Regions from separate parts of the Rattus norvegicus genome. Here region 1 is linked to region 2. A link is a contact called in public Hi-C data. All regions are on one chromosome and are shown on one strand. The core of a region is the stretch at or near the end of the contact, and the rest is flanking DNA. Distances in the headings are between cores, read along the strand shown.

Region 1 (5,414 bases), core at 245-2,744, 1.5 Mb after region 2:
ACTGTAGAATAGCTGCTGTTATTTTTTTAAACCAGTTCTGTTTGTTTTTTTATTTTAAATTATGATTTTTTTTAAAAATGCTAAGATTCAGTCAATTCAGTCATTTCAGGGGCATATGGAAGTGGCAGAATAGAATGCTTACCAGGTCTCTCAGAAGTATCCCCACATTTGTTATTTTATTTACTGGCTGATTCCTGGATGACTTTGTGGTGAATGGCTTAGAATAGAAGCGAGTGACATTGTTTGGAAGGTGGAAAACTGCAGCATTTAGTGGCAAGAGAACAGACTCTATCAGTACCCAGCTCAGGAAGAATGACAGAACAGGCTAAACATTATAGACCCGAGATACTTTCCTGGACCCGGAAGGAAAAAATGTGGGGCTATGTTGATGGAAGGCCTGTATTGACGTGCTAAAAAAAAACTGTCCTGACAGCCCATAAAATAATTAACCCTAAATGCCTAGGAATAAGTCCGCCAGGAATGCTGACCGTTGCTTCATTTTAAATTCTGAATCCGAAGTCACTGTCAACCCAAGTGTCTTTCTCTCCAGTCAGTACTACTTAGCACACGCCAAGCATTAAGCCACTTTCTATTTGTCCACCCGTGACTGTGTCACGGGCCTCACGATACGGTTCAGAACAAATCTTACCTTCATCTATTTCAAGTGGGATCCATACCATCTCCTAATTACTAACCCTCGCGTCATCAATAATGCTAAGTGTTACCCGGAAGATTGTAATGTATAATGCAGGCACCGATATTCGAAGAACCCGGTTTGAAATCTCAATCTTTTTCTGCCCCTACTAATGGAGTTAAGATGATTAAATTGCGAACGGCAGGACTGCAAGGTGATGTTTTGACAAAATGAGCTTGGTTGTTTGGAAGCAGCCCCGAAGCAGTCACTCTGAATCGGGGCCTTGTGAGTGTCTCTGTAAAGCAGATAGAACTTCATGATATATTTAAATCCTTTTCCGCAAACATTTCCCTGATTTGTTGCCAAGCCATCACTGAATTTAGTAATCCAGACAGATTACCAGAGGGGGCCTATTTTTAGGGTCCGTCTGTTGCCGTGGCCGTTGCAGCTGATCGGATTACGGCTCCATCCTACCCATGTAGAACGCATTGATGCTTCCAGAGAAACCTCACTCCACTCCTGTAATTACAATGTCAGACTCTGAGCTGGATATTTCTCTCTGAATTTATTTTGTAGCTCTGTTGTGGCCTAACGGTTATTAACTCCTGAGATGGTGTGTTGTCTTTTCCCTTTGCTCTCTGCCACTTACATTCTCTCTCTCTCTCTCTCTCTCTCTCTCTCTCTCTCTCTCTCTCTCTCTCTCTCTCTCTCTCTCTCTCTCTCTCTCTCTCTCTCTCTGTCCTGTTGGAGGAGAGTAGGTGATAGTAAATTCATGTTGTGGGTCACAGAGGACATATATAATTTTTCTTAGAGGGTAGAAAAAAAGAAGTCACCCAGCCCCGCAGCCATGGCTGTCTTCTATAAATGACAATACCGCCATCTAGTGATCACAAGGCCAACATTCTACTTTTTCATCAGATGAATAACGTGGTTTCTTCAATTTGTCTCAGAAGGAACTTTGCTTTACCTTGACAATAAAATGTTTTCCTAAGAAGAATGGCAATTCACCAAGTGACATTTGCTCCAAATTCATAATTTTGTCCATAAAAGGTAGGAAAAAAAGAAAAAAAATGACACAGCGTTAGAGGGAAGTTTATCTTTCCTAACACTGCTTAAACAAAGTTTATCTTTCATAATAATCTTAACCATGATCTTTACAAGCACTGTAAGTCAGGCAGTTAGAAAATTAAATGAAATAAACAAAAGTGAACTAGTTCGCCGGTTTTGTATTTGGTCGAGAAATAATTACCCAATAAATGTCACATCTTTTCTTAAATGATCTGTCGTCAACATCCCAGCTTTCACGCCAAAAAAAACTAATATATATATTATGCACATGTAAACAAATAAACATTGGCATACAGGAAGAAATAAGAACTAGATCAGATTGCTGATAAATATTTTTTAATAATTTATCATAACCATACTCTTCAAGCTGCTGTGGTATGAAGGCAGTAATTTTAAAATCCTTTAAAAAATATTCTTGATTTCATTATTATTATTTGTTAATGCGAATTCAAGATTGTTTTATCTACTGGTCCAATTAAACAGCTTATAGTACCAAGTGTATTGCTGTCAACAGAGGAACTGTCATCAGGACTCAAGTGCCCAGCTCAGCCACCAGGGGGCAGCACTGTACTAGTTCTGAATGATCTGGATCGGTTTCCTGAGCTTTACAGCATCCCAGTTTTGCTGGTCTTCTGAGATATACTGTCCCTTGAGAGGAGCCCAGAATGCTGGTTGATAATTGTAAAACTGAAGTATGTAAAGTATTTTCTGAGATTAATATTGTAAGGTACACACATGCACGCACGCATGCACGCACGCAGAGAGCACGGGAAGATTATCTACAAATTTGAATGTGTTTGTAGCCTTGATAACCTTTTTATCTTTCTTATGACCAAGTCCAGTGACTTCTCATTGCCCTCCACTTTCTTCCCTTTTATTTTCTGTTTGTTTCCTTTTGTACTTGGAAGTGAATTCATTCTAGAGACAGATATCAGATATCTAAAGAGAGCTATCAGAAATACACAACGAGGGGCCCAAGACATAGCAATTTCTCAAAGAATCTCTGCTGGGAGAAGAAAATTTCTGCTCCAGTCAGAGCAATAAACACTCTTCTCTCCAAAACAGGAAAGAGATTTGCAACCTTCCAGAAACATCAATGGGTCAATAGTACATAGGGCGACACCTTAGCCAAGACTACTTATATGTGACTATCGCTGGCCCACTATTTAAACCTTGCTTCAGAACTTCAAAGATATATTCGAGGGAGCCATTGGATCTCTTTATCCTTCATCCCAATGTGTACCCATTAACAAATTCTCTTGTTCTGCTTTTTGCTATTATTTTGATTCTTTTGGTATTATAAAGGACAGGTACTTTAGCCTGACTACTTGGAACACACGCTGTGACCCTAAATTCTGTACACTTTTGTCTCTTAATTTTTCTCTATTTTTGCTTGCTCATCTTTTCTCTTTTTATTTTCTTCTTTACGTATTCTCTCCCAATGCTTTTTACTTATTTATAAATAACTTTAATGTGTTGATTTTATATTTATTTATTAATATAATAAACATTATTATGTATATACAAATATATAATAAATGTTCTTACTAAAATAAAATATAATAATTTATTTATTGATAAATAATATTTATCTGTTAAGAAATAATTTTAAAGATTACATCATTTAACTTTGCTCTCCTCTCTCTTGCTACCTAAGTATACAGATTAGTAAACTGAGAAATGGTTTGGTCAAGCGAACTTTCAAAGTACTAATTTATAGTAAATTTTTAACACATACTATGTAAAAGATGAAACTGGAATAAAATCATTGGGATTCTAAAATAAAAGACAGGGTATGAACAATTTTTTGTTTTATGATTTCAAAGATGATAGTCGATCACGGAGAGGAATGCAGGTAGCTACATGGTGGCAGAAACATATGTCTGATGACCACCATCTTCTCAAAAGTTAGTATAGCACTAGCAGAGACCAAACTAAAAGTATATGTATCAGATTGTGTAACTCGAAAACTTCTGGAGGTGACTTACTTCCTCAATCAAGGTTCTGAACTCAAAGTTCCACACGCTCCCAAAACAGCGCCACCTGCTGGAAACCAGGTGAGCGAGCAGGGGGCCTGTGGGGGATTATTTCACACTCAAATAAAACAGTATACACTTTTTAGAAAGGTGCTGTTAGAGTCGCCTACTGACTGATATGTGTTCATGTGGTACTACAATGTGTGCAAACACATCTAGGTAATGAAGAGACTGTATCTTGAATCTGACATCTGCTGGGAGACATGAAGAAATCAATCTCAAACTGACCTAGGATCTTCCACCCTGCTGGCTAATTTTGATAACGCTGTAAGGTACCACACAGGCTAATGGGTAGAACAGATATTGAGCATCTTATACAGTCATGGACCATGTATGCTGCAATATTAACCTACCAGGCATAATGTGTTCACTTGTATAATAGTGGCAAAAGCTATTAGGGAATAACCAACTACTTTCTGATTGGGTTTAGGCCTGCTCCACAGAAGAAAATGTCTTATCTGGGACTTTAATTCTGATCAAAAGATCATGGCTGAAGAAGTCCTATTTTTCTAGCATACAATTTGCTATTATTGATTTATAAAATGGCTATGTTTTCAAATTGCCTTCTAAATATATATTAGTGTAATCATAGATTTTTAGCTGTTATCAACCTTGGTCAGAAAAGTTGTTTTGTTTGTTTGTTTGTTTTTATTGTTGTTACTGTTAGGGGGTTTGTTTTTATTGTTGTTACTGTTATTGTTGTTGTTGATGGGAAGTTCATTTGCTTTTGTTTTTGTTTGTTTTTATTGTGTTGTTAGTGGGTTTTTTTGCTGTTTGTGGTTTTGTTTTTGTTTTTATTTTTTTCAGTGATCAAGCAATACAGTGACACATAAACTGGCCAAAGTGAGCACTAAATGAGTACTCAGGGTTGAATTTGACACCTTTAATAAACCTCACAGATCCCACCCATACCCCTTTTCAAGGCTCAATGAACACTGCAAAAGAGGAGGTGAAACGAATATAAGAGCTGGAGCATAGGAAAGAATGCTGTCAAATGTCTCCTGGACACTACATGCTATAGCAGTTATGAGTTCAGAGCAAATTTGGTACTTCTCTTCAGAAGATCTACATGAGATCAAAATTCTGCACAGCCTAAATTCTGGGATGGATGAAGATGTGGTTTCCAGACCACACCCTCTAACGAGAAGTCATTGGAAGTTGATAGAGTCAAGGGAGGGAGAACCACCGTTTACTCCCCATACCTATGCACATGTGGAAAGTACTTTTTAGATATGCTGGGTTATTAAAAAAAAGAAGACATAAAGTCGTAATATGCTGAGGGATGTAGTAGGAATTGGAGAGGGGAAATAGACATGGAAATAGTAACATTCCAATTTACACATCTGTAAAATTTTCAACGAAAAAAATTCATAAAGAAAGGAAAACAATAAGTTGAGAACATGTCCTGCAACTAATAAATATATACACAAAATAAGTATTCAGCTTATTGCCTATCTGAACTGTTGTTGAATTCAATTTGCGTGTATTTCTTGTACATTGTAGTTTTTCTTATTTGTTGTGGTCTTTCTGTTTTACTATCCTTCGTTTCATAAATTCTAAACATATTAGACTTTAATAATTTTAATAGTATACATTAATCTCGCATTCCTCCACTATGCGTCCATTCAGATGATAACTCTTCTTGAAGTGATTTGTAGATAAAATAGCAAACTTGG
Region 2 (5,415 bases), core at 2,116-4,615:
CTTTCTCTTCCATAGAGGGCTGTGCTGTCTGGCATGTAGTCAGATCATGCTCAGTTAAAATATGTTAAATAAATGTCACTAAGTTCTCGGAGACGTTGATGTCTTGGTTGGAACCCAGCTTGGTCACTGTCAGATGGTCATGACTTTCTAACTTTCAGATGACAGTAGGGCAATCTTTCAGCCTTGGTACCCAACGATTTTGTATCATGTCTGCTTAGCAAACCATTGTGATAACAGTTGTGTGTGTTTCTCTCCAGTATACTGTATTTACTTTTCTAAAGGGTGAGCACGGTATCTTATTCACTCTCAAGCCTAGTGTGACCCACAGTGGGAGCTGAAAGTCTTCATTACTGCCTGAGTTCAGAAGCGGAAGTCTTTTCTGCTGACTGTAGCCCCCAGCATGCACCCTCAAAGGATGCTTGCTCTAGTCTTTCTCTGGCATCAGGAGCCAGAGTACTCCCTAAACTTAGGCTCATGCTGCCCTTTATTCTAGTAGGCGTAAAGCAGCTGCTGCCATGGGACTGACGTTTCTCCACTTTAATTTTGATTTTCATGGAACAGCAAAACCATTTCAAAGGATTTCTCTGGAGCCTTATGATTTAGGGATGGAACAGAGAGAAAACTGTGAGTTAACACTGGAGGTGGCGTATTTCCAACACAGGGTCCTGGTACAGCTTACCAAATCCCGTGATGTGATACTGGCCACCCCTTCTTATGTATCTGGCACATACGTAATGTTTTTTCATTAGCTTCAGTCAGTAAGGTAGTATGCTAATAACTTGGCGTTAATATTGTCTTTGCATGAGTAGGTGCATCTTGGCAAAGAGCTCAGAGAATCAGGCTTCTGGGATGTCGTGATGGGCAGCTGTGTACCTTCTGTAACCCAGAGGTGTAATTGGTTCAGAGGAAATATACTTTGAGGCTAATATTACCTGTCTTTCTCCAATTCCCCATATAAATATGCTTGGAGATATTACACCGATGATTGGAAGCTGTCAGGATAGGGAGCAGCACACGGTTGCATTAAAGGATATTGGGCAAGCTTTTCTGAACAGTGAGAAGCCATTCTGATTAAGCCGTTTAATAGAAACTTTGAAGGCAGCGAACAAACATGTATTTATCTCAAGCCAAGTAATTAAAATGCCAATCATTTCTGTGATTTCAGAGATCTCAGCCTCTTTAAAAAGCCCTCCAGAGCCTCACCGCCATTATTCAGGTAGGAAGCAGGTGTGCACAGATGGGTCAACTGAGCTACACGTGTGGGACTCTGCACTTGTAAACACGAGTGTCCATCAACTCCACCTTATTGATGCAGCTTCGATTCAGAAAGTTGGTTACTTTAATGGTTGGAATAATTAGACTCAGAAAAACAAATTGTCAGGATTTTAGAAAACTCATATTTTAAAAAAAAATGTGTACACGTGTTGTCAAGTTGCAAATTTGGAAGAAGATGTTCTAGGTGTCTAAAATTTCCTTGCAAGCTCAGTGTGAGCCTAAAGCCAGACATCTTCCTTTGTACTGTTCCCTTTTTATTACCATTCAGGAGCTTGAACCCAGAGCCTTGCTGGAACCACTGAGCTTTCCCTCAGGCTGATCCCAATATTTTGAATTGGGAAAGGCTAGGTTGAAAGTCCTTCTTAAAGCTAGGGTGGGACCCTCCATATCCCTCAGTGAACATAACCACTGAATAGATGCCACCCCTCACAGAATAAGGCCCACAAACATGCCTAGCCACGATGCCATTATACAGAGATACCAAGGGTCTCGACTCTGTTATTAGGCAATGCTTCACAGCACTCCAGCTGCCTTTCTTTCCAAGTGGGAATGATTGTCCTTGCCCTCTCCGAGGGACATTCTGCCAATGGGCTAGTTGAGAATTAAGAGGCAAATATTTTGAGATGCAAACTAACTTAGACCAGCTGGACTTACGCCATGGTGTGGTTCCTCTAGGGTCACAGCTCTCAGTGCGTGAGATAACACAAGGACAGGGCTTTTACTGAGTTTAGCACTCAGTGTGAACCAAGACCTTACCGGCACTGTAATTACTGGTCTTATTATATGAAGGTCATTTGTTTAGGGTCCAATAATAAACTGTCTTATCCTGCATTCTCCTCTGTGGTGAATAATGGGCCTGTTGATTCTAGCCTCCTCATTCTAGGCTCCTATGACGGGCTCCTATAGCTCAGTAGTAATCTGTTATTTTGACTCTAACTGCCAGCTGTAGAGGGTCCCTAGCGAGGAATACTTTAACTCACACAGACTCTGTTAGTCTATGGCTCTTGGCAGGAAAATGCAGATCACTCGCTTCTAATTAAAATTAGTGTTCCATTCTCTCTGGGAAAAAAAGAAGGCAAACTCTACAAAACCAACAGTAGATGTCCCCACAGACCACTGCGCACTGAGTTTGCTTTGGAAAAAGGAAACCAGAGGATGTGGAACATAGATTAAAATCCATTTAGAAGAAAGAATTGCACATTATTTGAATTAGTGTCCTATTTGTTATTGGGAGAGCAAGGAGATAGCCCCTTCATAGGCCATCTTATATAACCTCATATAAAAGTTTCCTAAGACTAAGATATTCTTTATGTTTAAGGTGTATCTTATATTAAAACTATTAATTATAATAGTTTTTGGCTAGTGAAAAGAATAAAGGATGTTTGAAATGGTCTGTGTATTTTTGTATGGGGGGATTTCTGTAGGTTTAATTGTTGATACAGTCCTAAAGTAGTCAATCTGTTTTTGTTTGCAGCCATTGAAAGGAATAATTTAATGAGACTGTCTCAGACCATACCGTTTACACCAATCCAGCTGTTCAGTGAGTAACATCTCCCCCTTCTTGAGGCTGGGCGAGGGTAGGCTGAATGTTGGCATGCAACAGAAAAGAAACCACGTTCCTCATTTGACTCACAAATTTTATTTTGGCCATGTTGTAGATTAAGGAGGATCATTTCCCAAACTAGAGATTCTTCTTAACTACTGTGGGCAGCATCGAGGGTCAGAAGCTGATCCTGTGAGGCTGGGACCTACATGGGTCAGCGGTTGGGAAGCAAGCGTGATCCTGCACCTGGCATTCAGGGATTCGAGGCTGGACACGTAGAGGGAAGAAAAGAACAAACCAACCTTATATAATGAACACAGTCGAAAGCACGACATGTCAGTACGCTGAAAGCTGATGGGCATGGGAAGAGAAATCCTTTGTTTGCTGTTATATATTTGTTTGTTTTGTTTCCCATACTTGGATTGCTCTTTCTTCAGACTGCAAATGTAGTTTTTAAAAGCTGGAGAAGTAAAGAGAAGCAAGCTCGCGTTAGCCGAGGGCACCCGAGGTTTTCTGCCTAGCAGGATAAAGCACAGTTGACAGTGTAACAAAGGTCCCTACACTGCCTTCCCTCCTCAGGCTCCCTACACTGTTCCAATGGGGGAAAGACCAGGTTGGCTTCTGATTGTTTATGCAGATGCTTCCTCTCCCTCTTGGCTCCATGATTCATTTTGCAAATCAATAGCTCTTCTCTAAAGTCCCAAAGGAATTAGGACTCCAAAGAGCTCTTCAGTGGCATTTACTTGAGCATCAAGAATAAACATTTGAGAATATGTCACACATTCTCAGGATACATTTATTGATAAGGAATTAGATACGAGGGTGAGGGAATTGATGGCTTCCTTTCTGGTAACTTAACATAGTTCACAGAAAACAAACAAGAAGGTAGATAATAACAACAACATAGGGGATATCTGAGGTAAAGCTGTTAGGAAGACATAAAAGGCATAAGCAATGGGCTACAACCTCAAGAGAACCTCTGTGTGGATTGTTACTCCTCTTTTATAGTAATAATATTGGATGGCTGAGGTCCAAGTCCACGGAAGTGTGTTGTAAATAGTGTTTTTAGGTGAGGGCTATGTCTGCACATGAAGTCCTAGCCTGCTCTAACCCTGATGACATATGTAGTAACAGCAAACCACTGAAACAAGTGTTATTCATTCCTATTGAAGAAATGGAGGGTCTCAGTAGCTTGCTAATGGGCTCAAAAAGCAAAAGGTAGAGGCTCAAGGTATGACCTCGCTACTGAGTGATTTCCACTGGCTAAAAAACATGCATTATTGGTGAAGTAAAAATAAGACCTGGGTCCTGCTAAGACTGAACCCCCAGTGAACTAGTCTATGGGGGGAGGGCGGCAATGGGGGGAGGGTTGGGAGGGGAACACCCATACGGAAGGGGAGGGGGGAGGGGGATGTTTGCCCGGAAACCGGGAAAGGGAATAACACTCGAAATGTATATAAGAAATACTCAAGTTAATAAAAAAAAAAATTACCCTTTGCAGAGAAATAGAAATAAGCAAAACCACACCCATAAAACAAAATCCACCATGTTGTTTAAGTATAAGCATGGCTATACGTATAAATATGTGTATATTATATGAAGGGTAGTTATAAAAATGCTTGCTCCTTAAAGGGTTAGTAACGAATAATTACAGGTTAAATTGTCTCCATAGATAATATTTGTCTCGAGCCAGAGTGTCATTATCACATGCCTACAATCTCATCACTCAGGAGATAGGGCAAAAGGACCAAAAATTTGGAGCTAGTTTGGGATCCGTAATGATTTCTGGCTAGGTCGGCCTTAGTTATAAAGCAAGTCATGTCTCCATTAAAAAGTCTAACAATGACAACATATTCATATTGCTTTAATACGGCTTTTATCTAGTTAGTTTATAGTAAGTACGACTTAATTCTTATATGACATCTGATGGTTTGTCCCTCCTTACCCTCCCCACCTTCACTAGAGGACAAATCAGGACGATTTGTGTCTTGACTCTGCTCTAGCTCCTGCTAACCATACCCTCCTCTGGTCACAGAGACAACGGAACTGATTCTGAGTTGATCTTCAGGGCACCAATCGCACTCCAGACCTAGTATTTTTTTTTTAACTGGCTTTCATGTCTTATTGCAGCAGGAGAGGAAGTGACCATCTACAAGCTTGAAGAGACTTCCCCTCTGACCCTTGATAAGAGCATGTCCTCTTGGTCCCAGCATGGTAGAGCTGCCATAATCCAGGTGCTGTCACAAGAGGAGATGGATGGGGGCCTCCGCAAAGCCATGCGCGTTATCAGCACCTGGTCTGAGGATGACGTTCTCAAGCCCGGGCAGGTTTTCATTGTGAAGTCTTTTCTCCCCGAGGTCGTGCAGACATGGTATAAAATCTTCCAGGAGAGCACTGTGCTTCACCTTTGCCTTAGGGTAAGCCTGAACTGTAGACACCCAGAGCCCAGGAACTGCAAAATAAAAACACAGAGGTCTGGCTACAGGTTTATCTAAGATCTAAGATGGCTTTTCCTCAACTGAAGAGAGTCGGGTAGTTTTTGAAGGCGGTGGTTTTTATTACTTTTGTTGTGAAGGACATTTGCTTTGGGGGTATAG

The links. A called contact is a pair of places that touch in the nucleus more often than the background predicts.
Region 1: a contact with region 2 is called in a Hi-C map of prefrontal cortex, with 7 times the contacts expected there. The contact joins two enhancer-like sites. A contact is called at or near these places in 4 of 12 Hi-C or Micro-C datasets (the A7r5 cell line, Schwann cells, frontal cortex and 1 more) and 1 of 1 datasets of contacts at active chromatin or transcription factors (oligodendrocytes).

What each region holds. Positions count from the first base shown.
Region 1 is chr1:227,263,372-227,268,785 of GRCr8, forward strand. No RefSeq gene overlaps it. Among named protein-coding and RNA genes, the nearest start is that of Anxa1, 38 kb to the right of the region's middle. Within about 2 kb of position 1,495, at least 7 of the 93 cell types and tissues checked have an H3K27ac peak or open chromatin away from gene starts, as enhancers often do.
Region 2 is chr1:225,725,621-225,731,035 of GRCr8, forward strand. Trpm6 (transient receptor potential cation channel, subfamily M, member 6) reads left to right here. Exons shown (of 42, transcript XM_039101382.2): 35 at 1,166-1,216; 36 at 2,750-2,815; 37 at 4,949-5,235. Among named protein-coding and RNA genes, the nearest start is that of Trpm6, 170 kb to the left of the region's middle. Within about 2 kb of position 3,366, at least 14 of the 93 cell types and tissues checked have an H3K27ac peak or open chromatin away from gene starts, as enhancers often do.